3 separate regions of the Mus musculus genome follow, and all the other regions are linked to region 2. A link is a contact called in public Hi-C and HiChIP or PLAC-seq data. All regions are on one chromosome and are shown on one strand. Each heading gives the region's core, a stretch centred on a gene start, on an enhancer-like site or on the middle of the called end of the contact. The rest is flanking DNA. Distances are from core to core; before and after follow the strand shown. Region 1 has its middle 40 kb from the start of Gm25216. Region 2 has its middle 7.7 kb from the start of Gm41850. Region 3 overlaps Crtac1 (cartilage acidic protein 1).

What was found. Hi-C and Micro-C count contacts between places; a contact is called where the count stands out from the background. HiChIP or PLAC-seq counts read pairs in DNA pulled down with a chosen protein or histone mark.
Region 1: a Hi-C map of cortical glia shows a contact between it and region 2, with 3 times the contacts expected there. The contact joins two enhancer-like sites. A contact is called at or near these places in 3 of 484 Hi-C or Micro-C datasets (the G1E-ER4 cell line, cortical glia and pre-megakaryocyte-erythroid progenitors) and 2 of 115 datasets of contacts at active chromatin or transcription factors (embryonic stem cells and neural progenitor cells).
Region 3: a contact with region 2 is called in an H3K27ac HiChIP or PLAC-seq map of neural progenitor cells, with 10 times the contacts expected there. The contact joins two enhancer-like sites. A contact is called at or near these places in 1 of 484 Hi-C or Micro-C datasets (the N1E-115 cell line), 2 of 115 datasets of contacts at active chromatin or transcription factors (embryonic basal ganglia and neural progenitor cells) and 1 of 9 other capture datasets (embryonic stem cells).

Annotation. Positions count from the first base shown.
Region 1 is chr19:42,657,606-42,661,374 of GRCm38.p6, forward strand. No RefSeq gene overlaps it. Among named protein-coding and RNA genes, the nearest start is that of Gm25216, 40 kb to the right of the region's middle. Within about 2 kb of position 2,351, at least 99 of the 459 cell types and tissues checked have an H3K27ac peak or open chromatin away from gene starts, as enhancers often do. A contact at or near this core is called in cortical glia, where this site is marked.
Region 2 is chr19:42,492,288-42,496,183 of GRCm38.p6, forward strand. No RefSeq gene overlaps it. Among named protein-coding and RNA genes, the nearest start is that of Gm41850, 7.7 kb to the left of the region's middle. Within about 2 kb of position 1,409, at least 31 of the 459 cell types and tissues checked have an H3K27ac peak or open chromatin away from gene starts, as enhancers often do. A contact at or near this core is called in cortical glia and neural progenitor cells, where this site is marked.
Region 3 is chr19:42,314,845-42,319,085 of GRCm38.p6, forward strand. Crtac1 (cartilage acidic protein 1) reads right to left here. Exons shown (of 15, transcript NM_145123.5): 5 at 3,761-3,917. Among named protein-coding and RNA genes, the nearest start is that of Mir3085, 37 kb to the left of the region's middle. Within about 2 kb of position 2,302, at least 63 of the 459 cell types and tissues checked have an H3K27ac peak or open chromatin away from gene starts, as enhancers often do. A contact at or near this core is called in neural progenitor cells, where this site is marked.

The sequences.
Region 1 (3,769 bases), core at 1,101-3,600, 170 kb after region 2:
CAGCTCTTGTTCAGGTTTGTGTCTCCCTCTGGGTGGGGTGCATAGAAGAGACACACAAGTGAACTACTATTCAAACTGAGGCACTTCGGAGAGCAAAATGAGTTGTGTTTCTAAATACATGGGGCAACCGGTTTGAGCAAGCCAGATTGGTTCCCTGTATTCTAAGTCGTGGCTGAAGACTGCAGATCTGGGGCAGGGCTCAGCTGCGGGCTCTTGCAGACCCTTCCCAAGCCCTCCCTCCCTTTGCCTTTTGTGCTCCCAGGTTGAGCACAGCTGTAGGAGCAACAGCAACTCCACACAGAAAGCAGTGCTTCATTCACTCTGCCCGTCACAGGCAGTCAAGCTGCAGACTCTGAAAATATGAGCCCCTCCCACAAGGAGTCAACGTGACATATCAGATGTTCAGGCACATCCCTGGGCTTCTGCCAAGAAATGACACTGTCAGCTCTCTCTGAATGGCAGGCTGGTAAGTGATCTGTAGAGCTCTGCCACCTTCTGCAGTTCCCTTGCTCTGTCTGACATTCTCAAGAATGTCTCATTTCACAGACAAGGAAACTGAGGCCCAAATCCCACATCTATCAGGTGGCTGATACAGGTCTTCTTCATCGGATTCCTCCAGCATCCACCCGTTTTTGCCAGCCAGAGCCTTGGTCTGCAGTCAGAGCCTCGTGCTGAGACCAGAGCGGGACTTAGGTATGAGGACTGGGAGTTATTTGCTGAAACCTCAGGGTAAGTAAGAGACACGCTGTGGTTTTGACTCAGTGCAAACACCTTAAGGAGAGGCCTCTCTACACTGGGCCAGCACTGTAGGAGATGCTTACCTCCAGCCAATGGAGCCAATGTTCTGGAATCTTCCTTGGCGTTCACAATGATAGGTTGGTAAAGCTTTCTAGTTTCTTTTATTTTCTACATTCTCCAGGCTTTTAGGTTCAACTTGTCTCTGTTACTTGCCCAGTGTTTCAGAAGCGTAACAATGTATCAAGGAAAGGGATTGATGCTGAGGAAGCCCCTACTGTGTGTCTAACAAGCCCCTACTGTGTGTCTAACACGCTCCCTCCTTAAATCCTCCATGTGAGCCTAGCAGATAACAGAATCCAGGATCCAGAGGAGGCACAGAGTCTGGGATGTGTCCAGGGCCACACATCCAGGAAGGAGAACCAAGGTCTTGGGCTGAGTGTGACTGGTGGCTTTTCTCTGACCTGTTAGTATGAAGATCACAGGGAACATTTCTCAGGAGCCAGCAACACGGCTCAGCATGGGTGCTTTCTGTGCAAGGCTGGCTGGCTACCTTGGATCCCTGCAACCCAGATAAAGGTAATAGGAGAAAAGGCAGACTCTCCCAGCTGCCCCGAGGCCTCCACATGTGTGCTATGGGAGTGCATCCCTGTGCCCACGTCAATAATAAATGAAACAAAGCAAAACAAAAATGAAGCCAGTGACAGCTTGGGCTGGAATTTAAGCCACAATTAATTGAGCCAAAGGTAGAAACTGTCCCTAGACATGAGGGACCCTTGGGGACATTAAAATGTGCTTCTTGAATGTCAAGGATAAAGTTCTTCTAAGCTGCCGACAAATATCCATGAAAGGAATTTTAGCATTAAATAAAGTTCGACGAGTTTTTATCGATACCTTCTTAGAGCCATGTATGTGTGGGGTGGGGAAGGCCAGTAGGTAGTCCTGGCAACCTCACACTACTGAGGTAGAAGTTGTCAAGCATAACTGAGAGGCAGGGCTTCCAGAAACTTCTCTTAGAGCTCACTGACATTATTTTTAAAGGTTCTAAGAAGAATACTGGCTCAACTTTTTTCAGTCCAGACTTTTCTGAATTTTGCAATGGTCCCTCCTCTACTGCCCTCTTGCCCCTGGGGAATGTTTGCAAACATCTTTGGAATAGTCTAGGGGAGCCCCATCGGCCTGCAGGCAGCTCCACGGTGGGGGCCTGGGCTGTCAAAGCCGAAGGACACGCCCCTTTCTTTGTTCAACAGACCATGGGGCTCTGCTGCGAGGACTACAGAAGCTTCTCTTTGCTCTCTTGGTCAGAAAAGATGTTAGCTCCAGCTAGGATCTAGCTTAAAACGGGTGTCCTTCCAAATTGGGGGATTACTCAAACCTCTCAGCCTTTGAGCTAGAGGGATCCCTCGGGTCAGCAAACAAGTGTTCAGGCACGTGAGTGCCGCGTGGCTTTCGGAACACATGCAGGAGCGGGTTCCAGCAGGAGACTGATGCAGCCTGAATTGTAATCAGAGGAACACACTGGAAAACAACAGATTCGGGCCCTTTGCCTCTGGGCCGGCTTGGCAGCGTGGTGCACAGGACTCTGCTTGCCTCTGTGCTGAGCTCACCCTGCCAAGAGCCAGACTTTGTCCGAACATCCATGTGCGGGCTGAAGAGGGGAATCTGTTGACAGGACCCAGCTTCCAAGCCTGGACCTCGTGGCCATAGCTCTTCTCCAAAGTGACACGTAGCCAGGGCTGTTTACCCAGCAGAGTCAGTGCTTGGAGGCCACTTAGCTTGCCAGTGCTGTGGTAAGACGGAAATGCCTACATGGGCGTGGTGACATTTGTTTCTAGGTTGGAAAATAGCCTGGCAGTGTTCTTTGATGTCCCATGGTCCTGGACTGGCTTCAGGCCTGTCACCAGGCTTTCTGAGCCACCAGCTCTTCTGTGAGACATGCCCCCCCCCCCCCTGAGCTTAGCCTTCAGATTGGGTCATCAAGAATCTGTGGGAATCTCTGCATACCTTACCAAGTAGTCACTGTTTCTAGTCTGTCCTGAGTCACATGCATTTAAATGTCCCAGTAACGCCATGAGGGGGGAGTCCAAGGGTGCTCCTCATGTTATGTTGGGAAACTGAGCCCCAGAGAGGTGGAACTGGCTTCCAGGATTTCTGGGGTGGAGCTGGCATCTCTGCTTAGGTCTGATCTACAGAGGCCCGGCCCCAGTCACTTCATCTCTGCTTCAGAAATGGCCTCCCTCCGAGGGCCTGTTGGCGCGCTAGGGTCTCCCAGTTTCTCCTTAGGATCTTTTCTGCCAGGTGCTCCAGAGAAAGATGTGGGGAGGAGAAGTGGCCTTCTCTCTCTGGCTTGGAGGCCGCTGTCCCCTCGCTTGGGGTATCATAGAGTAGGGGCACAGAGGCTTGGAAAGGACAATTATCGAACTCACTTTGTCCTCCCAGAAGCTATGAGGGGAACAACCAAATATCTCATTTCATAGTTAGGAAACTGAGGTACAGAGAAGAATGTATGACGTTATATACTGACAAGCATCAGAGGTGAGGCCTAAACTCACAGTGGCTGGCTCTGGACATACCTGATGTACATTATGCTGTATTTTAGGTCTCAGAGGGCTGAAGATGGAAGATGTGGCCCTTTAATATGGTTCCTCGTGTTGTGGTGACCCCCCCCAACCATAAAATTATTTCTGTTGCTACTTCATAACTGTAATTTTACTACCGTGACGAATTGCAACGTAAATATCTATGTTTTCTGGTGGTCTTAGGTGACCCCCGTGAAACAGTCCATTGATCCTGAGGGGACTGAGACCCACAGGTTGAGAACCACCGCTGTAGAAGAAGCAATAAGCCCTCCCTACTCATACTATGGGAAGCCGAGTTCTATATCTACCTTTTCCTCTGCATCCAGGCCCAAGGGCAAGGTGTAAGAAGAGGAAATATTTAACTTTTTGTGTTACTCTGACCAAAAACCTGTCAAGAGGCAACCTAAGGGAGAAAGAAATTACTTTGGCTCACAGTTGTAAGGATACAGACCCAG
Region 2 (3,896 bases), core at 159-2,658:
TATTAGCTACTCTTTCCACAAAACCAATTTCAGCAGAGCGTACAGTTCACGTTCCCAGTGTACCAATATGAGCAAGGACTCAACTGTGTAGGAGTTGGGAAAAAGGGTATTAGATGGGATCAGAGAGAGAGACAGGAAGGGAGATGGAAAGAGAGAAGAGAAGAGGAGAGGGGAGGGGAGGGAAGGGGAAGGGAAGGGAAGGGAGAAGAGGAGAAGAGGAGAGGAGGGGAGGGGAGGGGAGGGGAGGGGAGGAGAGGAGAGGAGAGGAGAGGAGAGGAGAGGAGAGGAGAGGAGAGGAGAGGAGAGGAGAGGAGAGGAGAGGAGAGGAGAGGAGAGGAGAGGAGAGGGATGATGTCCGAGCCTGCAGCTTGTCCCTCTTCGTCTCTGAGGCTTTCAAATGGGTGTATAGCCTCCTGCCTGTGCTCCAAGGGGCTGGTGGGGTTTGTGATTCTTGGGACTCTCGGCTGAGCTAGACAGCAGAGGCTCAGGACAGCATCTAGGAGTCTGCCATTAGCAAGCGTTATAGGTGATTCAAATGCAGGCTGAAGTCCACTGACACAAAGCTTCTGGGTGAGGTCTGCTTCTGTGGTCACTGGGTGATGACAGGTCACTTACCTTCTCCTGTTCCCTGGCGAGAAGCTCTGTCCCAGCCTCTCAGGGAAAGGAGAAGGAAAGGGAAAGAAGAAGGGGGAGGCGGGCGAGTGATCTGGGGGTGGGAGCAAGAAGGATACTGAGGAAGGAAGAAAAGATGCTGGCTGGAGGGAGTGCTGTGGTGCCACCGGACTGAGACAGAGCCCAAGCCAGCTCCCTCTGCGGTACAGTTGCTCTGGGTTATTAACAGGGAGAAGAACGGGCCTCTGTATCTCAGCGGAGCCGGGCAAGAGTCATCAACAGACGTTATTAAAAATCCTTTCCTCCCCAGTGAAAGACACTTATCACTCTTCATCAGCACCGCTCGCTCTTTCTGAAAAGGAGAGTCAACTTAACAGGTGGGGACTGTCCTTTCACTCCTGCAAAAGAGACTGAGGTTGCCTCCTGTCAGCCCAAAAGAAACCCTACCTAGGGCTCATGGACCGTCCCAGAATGGCAGTGAATGTCTTGAGACCCCCCCTCCCCTTCCCCCAACCTCACCCCAGAGTCTTAGCCTGTGTGCAAGAGAATCTGCTGTGAGGGCTGTCTGAATGGCAGTGGCAGCGGGTGGCTGCAGCAGGATGCAGTGCTACCAGGGAGATGGCTAACTACTGCAGAGAGATGCTGGGGCTTCTGCTGCAGTGTGACTGCAAGGGCAGGGCCTGGTCTTAGCTGCAGCCTCCTTCCTGTCGTCCCTTGCTGTCTTCCTTCCTTCTCCATTGTGGCTTCTGTCTCACCAGAGCCATGTGGCCTGAGCAGAGCCACCCTTGCAAACAAAGGCCCACTGTAAATGGAGCACACTTCACAACCAGCCCAGTGATCCAGCCTAACACAGAGACTGGTACTGAAAGCTCTAAGCCACTTTCAAGGCAGCCACTGCCGCCTCCCTGCCAGGCTGCAGGCTGACAGAAGGTTGGGTAGCAATTCCTCAAATCTTGCTACCCTGCCTGGGCTGCCCTCCTCCTCGATTTCTACCAGGTGATCCACTTAATGGGCCAGCTCAAGTGTCCCTTCCTGGGGAAGCCCTCCCTGCCCTCTCCAGGCAGAACTAATTACTCCTTCTCATGGTTCCAGTACAAAGGCTCCGGCTCTAACAATGGTCATGCTCTATGCTCTGTTATCCCTGTTGGTGTCTCTGTCTCCTCATTACATACAAGAAGGGGAGGGGGACCATAGTGTTTGTTTGCTAGAAACAGGGTATCCCTGTGTAGCAGTAAGGGGCTTGTACACAAACATGAGTACTGAGTTCCCAGCACCCATTTAAAAAGCCAGATACCTGTAAGGCCCAGTGCTAGGAAGCAGAGACAAGAGGCCTCCTGAGACCTGGTGGCTAGGCTAATTGGTGGGTGCCAAGCTAATGAAAGACCTTGCCTCAAAATACACATAAGGTAGAGGAGTGGTTGGGCAAGACCTTTGACCTCCGGCTTCTCTATGTATCCACAAGCATACATATGTGCATGCATGTATGCCTGTGTATGTGTTTTCTCTCTCTTTCCTCTTTCTTTCACTCTCTCTCTCTTTCTTACACACACACACACACCTCACACACATAAATACACACACACATCAAAACAAACAACAGCTAGAATTCTGGGGCCCTAATATATATTATATATTATTTCACACGCTCCCAAGAACAACCCTCCAAGGTTTTAAGGCTCATTTTACAGATGAGGACAACAAGGCTTGGGGAAGTCATGTGACCTACCCAAGAGCGTGTGGCAAGTAAGGGGCAGAACTGGATTGTCTGAGTGTGGTAAAGATTTGTTAACTGACTAATCCAGCCCACTGTCAGCTCCCCAGCCTTGGTGCTAACTAAGCTAGCAGAGGGTCTGCCTCATGAGCCAGGTGTCATCAACTTATTCCTTCTCAAGGAGAAGAGGCAAGGCCTGAGGAAAAAGTCCGTCACTCTCCCAGAGCTCAGCCCCATAGTTAAACCCTCTTGCTTCCTCCATTTTGTTAATCCCAACTGGCCACCACCCTCCCTGTCCCCTCTCTCAGCCCCTGCCATGTAGTTGGTCTGATTTTTCTCTAGCAACGTGGTTCCCAGTGTTCCTCAGGCCTCCAGCCAAGCCTAGGAAAAGCTGCGCACAACAGCATTCTTGTTTCTGCCTCCGGGTCCCAGGTAACCTGGAGGGGACAGAGCCCTGGGCAGTTGTCAGCATCTTTCTCCACTGGGGGACCTCAGAAACAGCTTCTGCCTAAGCCCCAGTTTTCAAGACCAACTGCAATTTTACAACCTCGTAAACTTGGTAAGCTTAGCAACTATTCCCCCCCCCATTCTGAGGATCCCCACAATCCCTAGCAGAGGGGTGAGTGCCTAGGCAGGTGTCCAGTGAGTAGTGAAGAAACGAAGCCCATAAAACACTAAAAACATCCCAAGAGGACCGAGAGGTGGCTCAGCCAATACAAGCGCTTGTGCAAGACTGGGAACTCAGTGGAAGGAGAGAACAGACTCCTGAAAGCTGCTCCCACACAATATCACACACACACACACACACACACACACACACACACACACACACACACCAATAATAAAAATGCAATTCTAAGTATGTTTTCATGAACCTTCAGACTGAATCTTCTGCAAGGCTGATGCATTGAACAGAGTTCCCGTGGTTTTGAAGGGTTTAGAGTGTTGCAGGCCCATACTCTAATTATCTCGGGCTGTCTTTGGCCTCTTGAGAGCCACCTATTGTCCTCTGTGCCTGAACTAAGAGCTTTGTGGCCAACACGTAAATCACTTGGAAGGTGCAGAACACCAGTTTCCTTCAGAATGTGTTAACTTAGCAGACAACTAGTTCCCATGGCTGCACAAGCTATGAGCGTTGTCAGACAGCATCTAGGCCTATCCCAGAGTTTTCTAACTTGCTATGACTTGCCTCTCTGATCTTTCCACTGATGTATTTGAAAGAGTCCTGATTTTCGACCCTTTTCGTTCTGTTACTATAGAAACTTGAAGCTGGGTGTGGTGACGCACACCTTTAATCCCAGCACTCGGGAGGCAGAGGCAGGAGGATCTCTGAGTTTGAGGCCAGCCTGGTCTACAGAGTGAGCTCTGTGTAGTTCAGGACTACACAGAGAAACCCTATCTTGAAGAAAAAAAAAACTGAAAACAAATAAACAAACAAACAACCAACTTGATAAAACCTCTTCCATGTTAGAACATGAATTTGGGTTAATCTAAATCTGTCTCCCTAGGCCATAGCCACTCATATTTGGTTTGAGAATAAAATAACTCTTATAATTTCCTTTATGAATGCCTT
Region 3 (4,241 bases), core at 1,052-3,551, 180 kb before region 2:
AGCCACTAGTGTCCTTTCTTTACAGTCTCTTGAGATCACTGGGGGAAATGTGTGTGAAAAGTAAAGTGTGAGTCTATCTAACATCTATGCACTTCAGAACCAGGACAGAACCCTGTGACAATCGTACACTGCACCCGACACTCCCTGGAAATGGCTCCTGTGTATCCTGGACTTTGGGAACCCCTCTGGGGACCCTCCTGGGGTTTCTGGACCTGGCTGAGGTACCTGTCTCTCTAGCCTTGTCTGGTCCTGGCTGCTAGTGCTGGCTGAGCTACAGCTATCTAGATGGCTGACACCCACCTGGAAACCTGAGAGGCTCCTCAGCCCCCACCCGGCAGACACCAGTCATTGCTGCTGATGGGGATCTGCCAGAAGGGCTCAGCTGGGCTTTGGGCCTCTCCGTCTCCTCCAATAATGACTTCCTATAAATCAGATCTGCCCTCCGCTTTGTTCCACACTGCTCCCAGCCAACAGCAGAACTCTCCACCCAACATCATAAATCCACCTCCATTTTCTTTCCAAATTTCCTTAAAGGCTTCTTTAATCACCACCTTGCAGCCTGGGCAGATGCTCCCTCAAAGGGGGTGTGGCCTGAGTGCAGAGGTCCTGGGAAAAGGGTAGGGCCTGGGAGAAGGAGGCCATGTGCAGAGGGAAGAAGGATGACGGTGACAGAAAGCTGCACTCCATTTGGGGAGGGGATAAAGATGCCCGCCTGCATAGTGCCTAGACGGGAAGACACAGACTTCATGCCTCCATGACAGATGGGCTGGCTCTCTCAGCTCCATCCTTGAGCTAGCTCAAGGCCCCAGGAGATGCCCAGCAGAGAAGCCTGGTGCCACTGTGTCAGAGCCATAGGCCCAGGCTATGGACTAGGCATCCCCATGTTATTTCCTTCTCCAAAACACTGTGAAGGTAGAATTTGTGTGGGGAGAGGTCATTGTCTTCTATGGCTGTCCAGGCCGGCGTAAGCCTGCTCCCTTTAGCCACTCTGCTAGTTGGCTGGGTCAAGGTGCCTGGTGAGATACCACAGGACTGCTGCTCTCTCCTATGCCAAACCCTCTGTGGGACGGACACCACTTCTCAGGGTTCCCACACATCTCAGCTCCCAGCCTTTCCTGGCTCCAAGTGGTCTCTGATAGTTGAAGAGACCTTGGAGTGGTTAGGGAGCCACAGCAAGGGACAGCAGGCTCTCTACTGCCACTGTGGGTACTAGCAGCTCAGGTTCAGACACCCTCCAGGGGCTCAGTCCCCTGAGAGCAGGCATTTCAGCCACTAGATGGCACTGTGACCCAGCAGAGTGGTAGTGGATGCCAGAATCAATAGTGTCTGGAGAGATCTCCCTTCCCCCCTCCTGCACAACTAACAACTTGTGTGTGGTTTGCGTGCCATTGCTCTCCAGCCCCCCACCACTGCAGCCTGCTGTCCTGAGCACCCCAGGCCAGACAGCTGCTTTGGCCTGACAACCTGCATACACAGTTCAGGGCCTGTCTGCCAATTCATACCCAGAGGGTAAGGGGCCTTCCCTTTACCAGCTGGGAGCAGCTTGCTCTAGTTGGAGGTCATCAGAAAGGTCAGCTGGTTATGGCTGGTTTAAGCATCAGGACATAAGGCCCCAAGTGCTGGCTTTCTCCAAGTCTCCTAAGTGACCTTGTACAAGTCCTTTCTGCTCTTTGGACCTAGTCTGATCCCTTGGCAAATGGGAGGTCCTCCCACCCAGTCCTGGTGGCTGCCCTCAAAAAAAAAATGGGAGCTCTGTGGCTTGGCTGCAGAAGCCTCAGTTCCCTGAAGCACATCTGGCCACTGCTTGCTTCTCCCTCCCAGCCTGCTTAGGCCTTGCTTGTCCCTCCTGGCTTCCCAGACCCCTTCCTTGCACTATTCTGGCAATGAGCGCTGGCCACCTGCCCAGAGTCTTGGCCATTGGGCTGGGCTCAGCATAGTGGCCCTTACATTTGGGGTTCATTCCTAGGGCTCAAGGGAGCACTCTGGGGTCATTTCCCAGCCAGATGTCCATGTGTCATTAACCGAGTGACAAGTGGGGGTTGCAGGATAATGTTGGGGGGCTGGGGAAGGCAGGCAGACAGAACAGTAACTTGGTAGGCCAAATTGGTTCTTGCCAGCCAAATAGCTTCTGGAAGTCTGCAGAACTGCTCTTATGTGTCCTCTGGGTATGCCAGCTGCCCCGGCCTCCTCCATCCCTCCACAGAAGCTGCTGCCCCCGCCTTGGGTTGCCCTATCCTTCCAGCACGGCCAGCACAGTTGGCTGGGGCTCCCATCGCATCTCTGCTCCTCAGCTGTCTTTGCTTGCGCCCCTCCTATCCCTCCTGGGTTCTGTGCCAGCCCAGCCAGCGTGAACAATGCCCCCTTCATGCTCCAGCCTCCTGAATTCTTCCATTCTGCGTGTAATGCACTCTCCCCGTCCTTGCCTCCCTTCCATCTCATCATTTTCAAGTGTTTCATCCCCCAGCCCATACCCCTCCCTCTCCTGCAAGATCAAGGCACTTAATTGCCAAGCCAGCCCAGTACACAGAACTGGGAGCTTACTCAGAAAAATTGACTGTACCAATCTGGGCTGAAGCGCCTCATGTTTATTCTTCTTCCCAGGGAAACATGGTTTATGACTGACACTCAGCCTCTCCGCCGCACGTTTATGCCCAGGGCTCTCAGGCACATTGATGGGGCTTGAGCCATGCAAACTATTTTATTGTCTAGTCATTTGTCCCCAAAAACTTTGTCAGATAGGCCAGCATCAATCTCTGTCTCTCATGGAGGTGGCAAGTCGGCTGGGTAAGGGCACCGCTCACTCCTGCAACCTTTCCAGCATGCAACTTGGAGATTTGCTACTACCAGCCCAGTGTCTGGAGGAAGGGAGGGGCCCACTTCATCTCCCCTGCCACTTTCCAGCTCCACAAGCCTTGAGTGTAGGCTGGCCGACGCTGTGGTCGTGTCCGTGGTATAACTTGGAGCAGATGTACGGGGAAGGCTAGCTAACGGGAGGATTTCTACATCCCAACTGCAAGGCGGGTGTGAACGAGACCAAGTTGTTATGCACAGGCCTGGCTTCCTGATTTTTGGCACTCACAACAGGAACTGGATGGCTCTGCCATCAACAGCCTATTGGCAGATTATCAGAGTTTAGTCAGCAGCCCTGCTGGAATTAGAAAAACAGCCTTCCCTAGAAAGAGCTCCTGTCAGAGGCTCTCTCTGACAATAGGTCCCCCATCCAGAAAGTTGAGGGGGGAGCGCACCTTCCATAAAAAGTGCGGGAGAGGGTTTGGAACAAGAACACAATTCTTTGAGCTCAGTTATCCGAGACGGGACCCAGCCGGAGCTTAGGGACTTAGCGCTCAATTCCTGGCCGCTTATGTGTAAGTAAATAATTTCATCTGCTGTTGGGCAATAAAGAAAGCTTTAAATCTCAGCTCCTGTGATCTGTCAGATTTCACCAATGCAATCTGCTCACTCATCACTGGGGTTACAGCAGGGGAGGGGGCACGGGGTTCCTGGGACAGGATACATGGTGTTCTTTCCCTTTCACTTCATGCCTGCTGTACGGTATCCCCACCCCGCCAAGCTCACACCTGCCAGGGATCTCACCTCCCCTTTGGAGAGGCAGCATACATGGTGGGAAGGGAAAATGCCTTCCTCCCTGCTCAGGGATTATAAACCTTCTCTGTCCTCCTGGTTGCTGATGACTTAGACACAGCTCTCTGCAGGGCCCTGGACCCCCAGCCCCAGCCCCTCTACTAATAACTCTGCTTACCTGTGTACTTGCTGACCCCAGCCTCAGCCGCCACGTCCCTGAGTGCCAGGATCCCCCGGGACAGGTCACTGGCCTCAGGGTCCATTTCGATGAGGGCATCAGGCCCCACATCACCATAGGCATAGTTGGCTATGTAGATAGAGTATCTTCCAGAGCCCTGAGGAAGAAGAAAAGGAGGAGGGTGAGAAGCCCTGGCCATGCTAGCCCTGGCTTCCCCAGGATTTGTCCCCACCCCAGGGATCATAGCTTCATCAGTGGGTTGAAGCCTGTGCTGCTACAACCCTGACAGGTGCTCATCACAAAAGCTGCGTGCAAATGACGACCCCCCCCTCCGCCCCTTCTCGAGCCAGACAACAAAGCAGCCTCTCTTGTTCTATCCTGTTCCAGAAGAACACATCTCTCCCTCTCCCCCACAACCACCTTTTTATAGACAATTTTCTAATGTGCCTCCCTCCAGCTGAGCTCGCTCCAGCTGCCAGCC